Linked DNA regions of Ovis aries: region 1 is linked to region 2. Evidence: chromatin contacts called from public Hi-C data. All regions are on one chromosome and are shown on one strand. The core of a region is the stretch at or near the end of the contact, and the rest is flanking DNA. Distances in the headings are between cores, read along the strand shown. Region 1 has its middle 35 kb from the start of FCHSD2. Region 2 overlaps FCHSD2 (FCH and double SH3 domains 2).

Region 1 (5,799 bases), core at 327-2,826, 210 kb before region 2:
AACTCAGCATTCACAAAGCAAAGATCATGGAATCTGGTCCCGTCACTTCACGGCAAATAGATAGGAAAACAATGGAAACAGTGACAGACTTAATTTTTCTGGGCTCCAAAATCACTGCAGATGGTGACTGCAGACATGAAATTAAAAGATACTTGCTCCTTGGAAGAAGAGCTATAACCAACCTAGACAGCATATTAAAAAGCAGAGACATTATTTTACTGACAAAGGTCTGTATAGTCAAAGTTTTTCCAGTAGTCATGTATGGATGTGAAAGCTGGACCATAAAAGCTGAGCTGAGCACCGAAGAACTGATGCTTTTGAACTGTGGTGTTGGAGAAGACTCTTGAGAGTCCCTTGGACTGCAAGGAGATCCAACCAGTCAATCCTAACATCAGTCCTGAATATTCATTGGAAGGACTGATGCAGAAGCTGAAACTCCTATACTCCGGCCACCTGATGTGAAGAACTGACTCATTGGAAAAGACCCTGATGCTGGGAAAGATTGAAGACAGGAAGAGAAGTAGACAACAGAGGTTGAGATGGTTGGATGGCATCACCAACTCAATGGACATGAGTTTGAGTAAACTATGGGAGTTAGTGATGAACAGGCAAGCCTGGTGTGCTGCAGTCCATGGGGTTGCAAAGAGTTGGACATGACTGAGCGACTGAACTGAACTGAACTGAATCTAACCAGCGGCTTCTGGTGGCTCAGAGGTAAAGAATCCGCCTGCCAATGCCAGAGACTTGGGTTTGATCCCTCAGTCGGGAAGATCGCCTAAAGAAAGAAATGGCAACCCATTCCAGTATTCTTGCCTGGGAAATCCCATGGACAGAGGAGCCTGGCAGGCTGCAGTCCATGGGATCACAAGAGAGTTGGACACAACTTAGCAATGATACAACAACAACAACCTGACCCAGAGGGGATGGGGTTGGAGTTCAAGGCAGGGACTGTGTACCTGCCAGCATCAGGGGTCCAACCAGGAGGTGAGTGGGGGAGACAGGGAACCGCGGGGAAGCTGTGATGGCCCAGGTACCTAGGGCTGTGACCTTTCTGACCTCATATCCTGGCACTTCCTCTTCTCCCTTATTCTGTCGCTCTCAAGCTTACACACATAGACTCACCCCTCCATGCCTTTGCACAAGCTGTTCCCTGAGCCTGGAATGCCCTTTGAGTGCATGCTAAGTTGCTTGAGTTGTGTTCACAGGCAAATTACTGTCATTCTCTAAGACTCAGCTCCAAGTGTCTTGCTCTGGGCTCCCACCTCTAGCTCATCCCTATCTATGAGATCATAATTGACTCCTTGAGAGTCCCCAGGACCTGGCCTAGAGGAGTGTTGGGGGGCAGGGGGTGGGATGATGGTAATTCCTCTTGGTCACTCCTGGACTGCCTCTTGTTCCAGCCCCTCATCCCCAGTGGTCACTCTCAGGGGACCTCCTCTCCCATGTCTGGCGCCAGAATTCCTTCATTATTCTAGTACCTACCACAGGGAGGCACAGAGATCCTTCAATGAGCAAAGCCCCGGTTGGACTCAGGTCCCGCCGATTGGGCCCCAGGTGGCGCTATCAGCCAAGGCAAGAGCTGGGAACCCTCAAGCCCTGGAGCCTCTGGCCCTGGTGCAGCCTGGCACACAGAGATGGTGCAAGGCTGTCAAACCCTTAAATTCCAGAGCTGCTTCTCGTCCTATTCAGTGTGTCCATATCTAATTTAAAAGCTCAGAATGTCAGGCCTAGATTGACAGTGGTGATCCTCCCAGCGCCCAGATACACAGGAACAGCGATCCTTACAAGGCCACACAACTGAACTAAGAGTGCCCATGTCTCCTGAGAGGTCCAGAATGGGCAAACACCTGGGCACAGTCATTTCACCTAGACTCTGCCACTATCAGCTATATGTCGGGATAGCCACCTTCCCTCTATGAGTCCAAATCCTACTGCCTCCTGTGGGCACTGAGAGCTGAAAAATTGGCCAAAGTGCTGGATTCTGGTGCAGGGGTACTGTTCTGGCCATTGCCCAACCCCTGAGCCTCAAGGACACTGGCTGTGAAATGGGAGCCAGATCCAAGGGTTCTGAGCAGCTGGCGTCAGGATACCTCTGGGAAAGGGAGGCCTGGGTGTGGGGCCAGTGCCTTGGCCAAGGACAGGCCGCTCCTGGAGCTGCCAGACGGGAAGCATTTTCCGGGAGCCGGAAGGGCTGGCGGAGCCCAGGGCTAGGCTGAGCGGCCACAATGGACCCTTGTGTGGAGGTTTAGCTTGGACCCACCCTTGGGCCTGGCCTGGGCTGGGGTGGGTCCAGTTTTCTGATCTGCAGCCAGACCCAGCTCCCAAGCAACTCATCCCATGCCCAGAGACTGGGATCCCTGTCCAGCTTCAGACTGATGCCCACAGGCTCACTGCCTGTGCCTGAATTTCCACCATCTGTCTTCCTGGAATCTGCTTGCCTGAATGACCTCACACAAAATGAAAAAGTCCATCTCCCCAAGAGGAGCCTCAAGAGGGCAGGGGTGGGCCTACTCCTCCAGCCAAAGGGAGCTCAGGATAGACTCCAGAGCCCGCCTGGTTCAGGTTTGACGAAGATTCCTGGTTAGGGGGCCCATCTGGGAGATCTCAGCTCTAGCCTTGGCTGAGCCTTCATTTTCTCCTCTGCTAATGAGAAGGAAGGAGGGGTGGTAATCCTCATTTGAGGGGGCCCAAATGCTGGTGGGGGAACTTTCAATGCATCTGGCTCCCTCTCTGCCTCAGGAAGGACTCCGCCTAAACCAGGCAGTCTCCACTCATCCTCCCCTTCTGTGGGCTCCCAATCAGACTCGCCCTTAGAACCCTGCCTTTGAGGCAGCCCTCAGGAACCCCTCTGGACCCTCATGTAGGCTACACAGTCTCCATTTTTGGGGGCTCCCATGGTCTTATATCCACCACTGCTTGGAGCAGAGGATCCTGTCCACCTAATGCTCACGGTCATCTCCCCTGACATGATCAGGCTCACCAGGGAACACTTCACATCAGCCATCTCTGTGAGGTCCAGTAAACTGCACTAAGCATGAAAGGAGATGATGCGGAAGAAGCTGCTCATAAACTGTATATGCCTCTGTGAATTGCTAATATTTAAAAGATGGAAATTTTAAAAAGACCTTGTACTTAGATCAAATTTATAAATCCTTGGAGTCTAAGATGAGAGGAAAACAGTGGAACGTGACCAGCACAAAGGTGGATTTGATGTCTGGATGCATTAGCAGAGGCATAAAGCCCAGAATGTGGGAGGTGACCAACCAGCTCTTCTAGGTAGTTTTGTGCCCATGTCTCAGAAATGACTTTGGTACTGATGCCCCTGCCCAGGTGGTTTTAGACCAGGAGCAGAGAAGATGCAGAGTCACCGTCCTCCCAGCTTGATAGGGCCACTTGGGGCCATAGGGTAGCTAACTTTGGGCCCCAAAGGAGACTTGGGGAGAGCCTAAGAGGCTGGTCTCTACTCAGAGTGAGAAAGGCAGTCCCTCAGCAGAAGGAGCTGCTTCTACAGATAAGCAGTGAGGGTGTGAGAGTGGGGTTTGGATGAACCCAGCTGGGAAGTCTGTGAAGCGGAGTCCTCTTCTGGTGAGGTGAACTGAAAGCTTAGGAGACCCTCTCCATGGTAGAGCTTTGAGAGAGTCTAAGCTCCTGGATGGCGCTAAGAATCTGAACTTCTGAAGCCATTGGTAGTGGGTATCTCAGCAACACCAGAAGCCATGCCATCACCTTTGTTTGCTTTGTGTGGCTTTGTTGCAGGGTGTGGACCAATATACCTTAAAAAAAAAAAAAAAAAACGCCAACAGGAGGCAAGATCTTGCTGTCCCAAGGTTGTTTCGGTTGATCTTTGTCGCTGTCACAACCGGGTAGCTAGGAGCCTCGGCAGTGTTTGGAGTTGGCCCTTGGCTTCCTCCTCCCCCTACTTCCTTGCATTGTCAGCCCTGGATCCCAGACCTAGGGACAAGAGCACAAGCTTTGGAAGTAAACAAACTCAGGCTTGAGTTTCTGCACTACCATCTACCAGCTGTGTGGTCTTAGGCAAGGGGCTTTGCCTCTCTGAACCTCTGTTCTTTCCATGGCTTGTTAAACATGGTCAAGAATGTCTGCTTTGAAAGTTGTGGGGATTAGAAAGAATATGTGTTAAGGATCTGGCACCTACAGAAGCTCAGGAAGTGTGGGTTCCTTTCTCCTTGCCCTTTCTTCTCCTTGGGAGACTTTGGAGCAGTAAGAAAATCTAGACTGGGAATCAGGACGTTCTGAGTCTGGTCTGTAGGTTTTGTTGTTCCCTGGCTGCCTGGCCTCAGGCAAGTCTCCGGTCCTCTCTGACACTGCTTCATCTTCTGAGAAATAAGTCAGGGTACCAGATCATCTCTTGAGGGGTCCTTCCCTTTCCGCAGATGCAGAAAGAACACTGACTTTCCTGAGCATGGCTGGGAAATGCTCTGGCTGGGAGGCAGCCCTCTGGTATGAGGCTAGACCCTGTCCTGACCCACAGGTGACCTAGGAATACTCTTTTCTCCTCTGGACCTTGGTCTTTCCTGTAGTGTAATGGAATGGATGTCATGGGCTCTGTAGCCCCTGTGGCTCTGATGATCCAGGATCCAATGACCCCCATGGGTCAGGCAGGTCCCCTGTCCATGGACACTCCCATCCGCCTCCCCACCTATAGCAATAATCTCAAGTATCGCATTCTCTGTGGCAGTATCCACCCTGTGTCCAGCCTCATGGTCTTTCCTTCACCATCTTCTCTAAGACCCTGAGAGCTACTGGAACTCCTACCCCACCTTTCCCTTCTCAGTGTTCAGCGTCCCATGAGCCACTGGCTCTCTCTAGGTCCTTCTTCCCTGAAATCATAGGATTTTCCCCAGTAGGGAATCATCTTGACCCCCTCCCACTCATCTCACAAGAACAGAAGGAATGCTTGCTTGTGGAAAAGCCCTCACGTAATGATGGCTGCACTTTCGAGCACACTGCCTACATCCCCACCATCGCCGAGGCATCCTTTTTCCTGAAGCTCTGCAGAAACGCATGCCTCAGGTTGGGCTATAGGCCCAGAGGACTTTACACTTTGCACGTCCTTGGAGAGGTATCCAGAGCACTTGAGAGAGCTCTGCACTTTGGCGTCACGAGCCCTGGCATGTGAGGTGAGAGGCGGTTACTGTGTTGATCTGGCTCCAGACAGCTGGCATACGGCAAGTTCACAGCCTCACACCCACTGTGAGGGCTCTAGAGGGCATCTGGAATGGTGAGGGGCCGTCACGGCTGCTGGGAGCCCCACCCCTGCTCAGTGTCACCACGGGGGCCCTGCCCTGGTACTGTCCCACCTGCAGGAAGAGGTCTGCCCAAGTGCAAAGGCCGGGTCCACCCTGCCAGCTCCACCACAATCTTTATCTGATTTCCTCATGGAGAGGTTACCAGAGATAGAACTTGAGGTCCTCCTTCCCAGTGGGATGGCTGGCCTTATTGGCTACCCTGCTACCTCCTTGGTGAAGTCTAGCCAGTATTTCTAAACACACCTGTTCCCCTCCCTCACCCTCTGAGGCTGGGGGCCTCCACAGTCCTGAGCCCTGTTTCCCATGGACTAGCTGACCACATCGTGCATGGCAGTCAGCATACTCCCCAGCTCGAGTTCTCTGGGGAAAGGGGATTGAGTCATCTTGATCCCCATGGCCCATGTTAGGGCTTAGCAAAAAATAGATACTAAATCGTTTCTCCCATCTATGCCCTGTTTTCAGTCTTCCCAGCACTGACCCATAAAGGCCCTGGCAGGGACCTTCTTCCAACAGAAACAAAGAGCCATTG
Region 2 (6,259 bases), core at 165-2,664:
CTGGGTTGGGAATATCCCCTGGAGTAGGAAATGGCAAACCACTCCAGTATTCTTGCCAAAAAATTACACGGACAGAGGAGCCTGGCAGGCTATAGTCCATAGGGTTGCAAAGAGTTGAACATAAGTGAGCAACTCCGTGTGTGTGCACATGGGTGCACGTGCACGCGCATACACACACACACACAAACACACACGCAGAGCTTGCCTATAAGCTGTCTAATTCAGGGCATTTTTGTTGCTATATTAAACTCTATAGAGTAAAGTATTCTTTCATTTATTCTATAAATATCTTTGAGCATCTGCTATCTGCCAGGCTCTGTGCCTGAAAAAGACTTAATCCATGACTTGCAGTAACACCCATGCAATATACAAATTATAGAAACACTAAGGAGGAACTGGTTAAATCAGTTTTGTAAAGCATTTGCAACATTAGTAAGCCATTAATAAATATTAGTTGCCTGTTAGCCATCATTATTACTATTTGAGTAGGTGAGAAAAGGGGAATGACATTGCAGGCTAAGAGAATAACTTAATTGGAAACGTGATAGTAAATATCATTTTCCAGAATGACTTGTGGTTTGGATATGAGTACAGTACAGACAACAGTGATGAGAGATGATACTGATGAGAGGTAGTTTGGGACTAGATTATAAAGGATCTTAGATACCAGCTAAAGAATTTTAACTTTTCACAATGTATAGTGGGAGCTTAAAATTTTGGCTGATAGCACCACTTTTTCTTTCTAGTCTGGTATTCAGATTTTCTTTTTTATGGAAAATTTCCCATATACACCAAAGTAAAAATAGTAATGGAATGACCCCCATGTATTCATTACTCAGCTTTAATGATTATCAATATGTAGCCAGTCCACTGAAGATTTTTAAGCAAAGCAAAAAAGGAGACTAACACTGTGCCATTTCCTTGCATTAGTTGATCTTTACAGTGTCCCATGGAGTATGTGGTATTCCCACTTTCCCTATTTATAGAAGAGAGAACCTTCAAAATGATGAAGTAAAAGTTCTGAGATTCTAACCCATACCCAGCTTATTTTCAGAACTCAAGTTCTTTCCCATGCTGCCTTTATAACTCTGAAGTAGAGCATGGTTCTCAGTTGCTCCTCTGCCTAATTGATATATTGGTGCTATTGACCCCATTCACGATGGACTTCTACCTCCAGTCACTGTGCTGGAGTCACAGGGTCACCAGGATCTAAGTCTATGTAAATATTCAACATAATCAGCTAAAATGACTCTTCATTTAGTCCAGTGGTTGTCAAAGTATGGTCCCCAGACCACCAGCAGCAAGTTGTTAGAAAGTACAAATTCTCAGGCCCCACCCCCAATCTACTTGGAAACTCTGGGGGTGGCACCGCATGATGCCTGTATTGCCCTTTGCTATGTTCAATAAAATGCTGCAGTGGTTTCCTGCAAACACAAGGTTATGACCATCTACCAAGAGCATTTCTAAAGCAAAAACCTCATATCAGTTGTATGTTCATTTTTTAATAAGTTCATGAAAAGTAGTTGTAAGGTAAGAATTATTATTCAGACTTAACACCAGCAGTCTCTCTGGGGATGTTACATAATAACCTCATGGAAAGAAATCTTAAGGAATTTGTACTGTCTATATTTATAGTGCTTGCTGGTGCCATCTAGTGGTTTAAGCACAATGGAACGTGCAGTTGTATTACTGCTTTGAGGACGCAATTTGTGGTTTTAAGTCAGTTTTATAGTAAATGTTTAATTAAATAACCAAAGTAAGAAACAATATTTTTCCTTACTATAAAACCTCCATTGAGAATTCTTAGATATAGCACCAAAACACAAGTGAAAAAAATAAATTAGGCCGCAACAAAATTTAAAACTTTTGTACATCAAAAGACACTATTGATAGAGTAAAAGGGTAGCCCACAAAGTGGGAGAATATATTTGAAAATCATATATCTAGTAAGATGTACTTAGTCGCTCAGTTGTGTCCAGCTCTGCAACTCTTCGGACGGTAGCCCTCTAGGCACCTCTGTCCATGGAATTTGTCAGGCAAGAAGACTGGAGTGGGTTGCCATTTCCTTCTCCAGAAAATCTTCCTGATCCAGGGATCAAACCTGAGCCTCCTGTGTCTCCTGCATTGCAGATGGATTCTTTACCCTCTGAGCCATTGGGGAGGTCCATCTAGTAATATATATGTATCCAAATATATAAATAAGTGCTAAGTAATTTCAGCCATGTTCAACTCTTTGCAACCCTATGGACAGTAGCCGACCAGGCTCCTCTGTCCATGGGATTTTCCAGGCAAGAATACTGGAGTGGGTTGCCATGACTTCCTCCAGGAGATCTTCCCCACCCAGGGATCGAACCCTTGTCTCTTACTTCTCCTGCATTGACAGGCAGGTTCTTTACCACTAGTGCCACCTGGGAAGCCCAAATATATAAATAGTACCTAAATATATAAAGAACTCTTACAACTCAACAACAAAAAGACAACACCAATTGTAGAAATGAGTGGAAACTGTTATATTTTAAATGGATAACCAATAAGATCCTATCCTGTAGCACAGGGCTGTTTTGCTCAATGTTACGTGACAGCCTGGATGGGAGAGGAATCTAGGGGAGAATGGATACATGTATATGTATGGTTGAGTCACTTTGCTGTCCACCTGGAACCATCGCAACATTGTTAGTTGGCTATACTCCAATATAAGATGAAAAGTTTTGGAAAAGTGTGTATAGGACTTGAGTAGACTTTTCTTCAGAGAATATATACACATGGCCAATAAGCACTTGAAAAGACGCTCAACACCATTAGTCATTAGAGAAATGCAAAATCAAAACTACAGTGAGATACCACTAGGGCAGTTTGAATAATTAAAAAACAAAACAAAACAGAAAATAGCAGATGTTGTTGAGATTGTGGAGAAACTGGAACCTTTATATATTGCTAATGGGGATGTAAAACGGTGCAGCCACTGTGGAAAACAGATTGTCTGTTCCTTAAATAGTTAGACATAGAATTTCTATCGGGAGACCCAGCAATTCCACTACTAATTATAAACCCAAGAGAATTGGAAACAGGTGTCAAGCAAAAACTTGTACACAGATGTCCACAGAGCATTATTCATAATAGCTAAAAAGTGAAAACAACCCGAAGATTCACCAACTAATGAATAAATAAACAAAATGTGGCATATCCATAAAATGTAATATTTTTCAGCCATCAAGTGAAAGTCGCTCAGTCATGTCCAGCTCTTTGCAACCCCATGGACCATACAGTCCATGGAATTCTCCAGGCCAGAATATTGGAGTGGGTAGCCTTTCTCTTCTTCAGGGAATCTTCCCAACCCAGGGATTGGACCCAGGTCTCCCACATTGCAGGGGGATTCTTTACCAGCTGAGCCACAAGGGAAGCCCGAGAATACTGGAGTGGGTAAGCTATCCCTTTTCCCCGGGATCTTCCCGACCCTAGGAATTGAACCGGGATCTCCTGCATTGTAAGCTGATTCTTTACCAACTGAGCTATCAGGGAAGCTGTAAAATGATGTACTAATTCATTGATGAACCTTGAAAATATGTTAAAAGAGGCTGGCACAAAAAAACCACATATCATGTGATTCCATTTATATGAAATGTCCGGAAGAGGGAAATTTATTGAGTTAGAAAGTAGCTTAGTCAAAGATACAGAGAACAGACTTGTGGACATAGTGGGGGAAGGAGAGAGTGGGATGAATGGAGAAAGTAGTATAGCTCTCTATACACTACCATGTATAAAACAGATGGTTGGTGAGAAGTTGCTGTATAACACAGGGAGCCCAGCAAGGTACTCTGTGGTGTTCTAGAGGGGAGGGGTGGGGGAGGGGAGGGAGACCCAAGAGACAGGTGAGATAGATAGATAGATATGTATATGTATATAATTGTGGCTGGTTTGAGTTGTTGTAGGACAGAAACCAATATATTTATAATGTTGTAGCAGTTTTCCTCCACTTAAAAAAAAGAATAAAGTAGATTAGTGGTTGCCAGAGATGGAGAGAAAGGTAGGAATGGGTGCGACCACTTAATGGGTATGGGGTTTCTTTTGGAAGCAATGCAGATGCCCTGGAATTAGATAGTAGTGATGATTGTACCACATTGTGAGTGTACTGAAAGTCAGTGAGTTGCACACTTTAAAATAGTTCAATGGTGACTTCAATGTGTGAATTTTCCCTGGTTTTAAGAAGATCTCCAGTCTATGTCTGACGCAGGATACAGCATGCTTGGGGCTGGTGCATGGGGATGACCCAGAGAGATGTTATGGGGAGGGAGGTGGGAGGGGTGTTCATGTTTGGGAACGCATGTAAGAATTAAAGATTTTAAAATTTAAAAAATAAAAAACTAAAAAAAAAAAAAAAAGAAGAAGATCTCTGTTGATTTGCAAGACTCCAGAACCTTTATTTTCATTATTATTGATGTATTGATATATTTTCCCATCCTTGTTGCTAATATGTATATATTCCATTTGTTCTGCTTTTTTAACCTAAAATTGTTCAATACATTTTTTACCGTCTACACGGTTTCCACAGTTTTTGTTTTGGTGGCTGTGCATATTTTAGTCACTATGTATATCATAACTTAATCATTTCTCAACTGTTTAGTGGTTTTCTCTTTTTTTTCAATTTTTAAGGAGTCCTGATCTAAATACTAAATAAATAAGAATGTTTAAATTTCTTTGTAGATATTGCATTGATGTTTCTTCCCCAAAACAGAATTTCTTTCTTTTTTTTAATTTTACTGTTTCTATTGTGGTTTTTCTCTGATTGCTGTATAGTAAGAATATATGACAGAGAAGGCAATGGCACCCCACTTCAGTACTCTTGCCTGGAAAATCCCAGGGACGGGGGAGCCTGGTAGGCTGCCGTCTATGGGGTTGCACAGAGCTGGACACGACTGAAGCGACTTAGCAGCAGCAAGAATATATGAATTTAGAATCCTGCCAATAATGGATGAGGGAAAATGGAGGAAATTAATGTTTTGTAGAATGTCCATTCTGTTCCAGGCACTGCATATGGATCCTTTACATCGATTATTTCATTCAGCTCCCACACCTAATCTTATAAACGGACTAGAGATGTAGACATAGCTAGTAAGTGGATGAGCAAATATCAGAAACCAAGCATTCTGTCTCTCAAATTTTATACTGTCTCCACATCTTTACTAGTATTGGGCTCTGCCTTTTTTGAGTTCCTACTTATTAGAAAAATTCAATGTTTTCCCAAGTGATTGTTTAAGATTTATATTTATTCTTTACTTAGAAACCTACCTATATCTTTTATTTTATATTAATAGATTTTAAACTGAATTTAGCATTTAAACAGCAAGCATTGTATGTCAGAGCTTTCTCATAGTTTTTTTGCTTTTGTTTACTCTTTTATAGGCTCTTGATGGAAATGTGTATGACCACCTTAAGGATTATTTAATCGCCTTCAGCCGGACTGAGCTAGAGACATGCCAAGCTGTGCAGAACACATTCCAGTTTTTATTAGAAACCTCCAGCAAGGCAAGTTACCTTCAGTGCAGTATGCGATATATCCATTTAGAATCTAAAATGTCTTTAGATACAAACAAAATGAATGTACCAATGACATTAGAATGCTTTAAAGGACAAATTTTTTAAAAACAGTATTCCTTCTAACAAAGTTGAAAGGTGTTTCATTCTTCTTGATGAAGGTCAAAAAGGGAGGTGATGATGCAGGCTGACTCAGGACATCAGTCATTATTAGCATGTCTGTTGCTTTTGAAAAGAATGGTTTTAAGAACTTTATTTTCCACTTAATTTTGAATGCACTCAGTTCACATAAAACAACAGGGTCATGTGTCGGTGCGAAGAATAATAAAGGGACACAAAAAGGAAAATTAAAATTTTATAATTGATAAACAAATTAATGTTATAATATCTTGCTTTAAACAATTAACCTTGCCTTCTATATGCTGTCATTCTTTGATAGTTATCTTTTCATTCAAGTTTACTAGCATGTCACACTGTTTACATAGAAAATAAATCAAATTGTTTTTCTTTAGGATCTGACAGATTAAAATATTTTGCAGTAGAGAAAGTATCCTTTGGAAGATAAATTGTTCCTATGGTTAATTAATCTTGTTTTCTTTCTGATAAATTAAGTGCACAGTAAATGTTTCCTGACTGAATGCATTTATTAAAATACATTCATTTTATGACTACTATTTTAAAAGATCCAGTTCAATTCTCTTTTTTGGCCAGCAGAGTGGGAACTGGC

Evidence for each region. A called contact is a pair of places that touch in the nucleus more often than the background predicts.
Region 1: a Hi-C map of liver shows a contact between it and region 2, with 4 times the contacts expected there. The contact joins two enhancer-like sites. A contact is called at or near these places in 12 of 16 Hi-C or Micro-C datasets (blood, hypothalamus, liver and 7 more).

Annotation. Positions count from the first base shown.
Region 1 is chr15:51,385,663-51,391,461 of ARS-UI_Ramb_v3.0, reverse strand. No RefSeq gene overlaps it. Among named protein-coding and RNA genes, the nearest start is that of FCHSD2, 35 kb to the right of the region's middle. Within about 2 kb of position 1,576, at least 20 of the 54 cell types and tissues checked have an H3K27ac peak or open chromatin away from gene starts, as enhancers often do. A contact at or near this core is called in liver, where this site is marked.
Region 2 is chr15:51,171,151-51,177,409 of ARS-UI_Ramb_v3.0, reverse strand. It overlaps FCHSD2 (FCH and double SH3 domains 2), which reads left to right. Exons shown (of 20, transcript XM_060399995.1): 9 at 5,401-5,523. Among named protein-coding and RNA genes, the nearest start is that of ATG16L2, 97 kb to the right of the region's middle. Within about 2 kb of position 1,414, at least 1 of the 54 cell types and tissues checked has an H3K27ac peak or open chromatin away from gene starts, as enhancers often do. A contact at or near this core is called in liver, where this site is marked.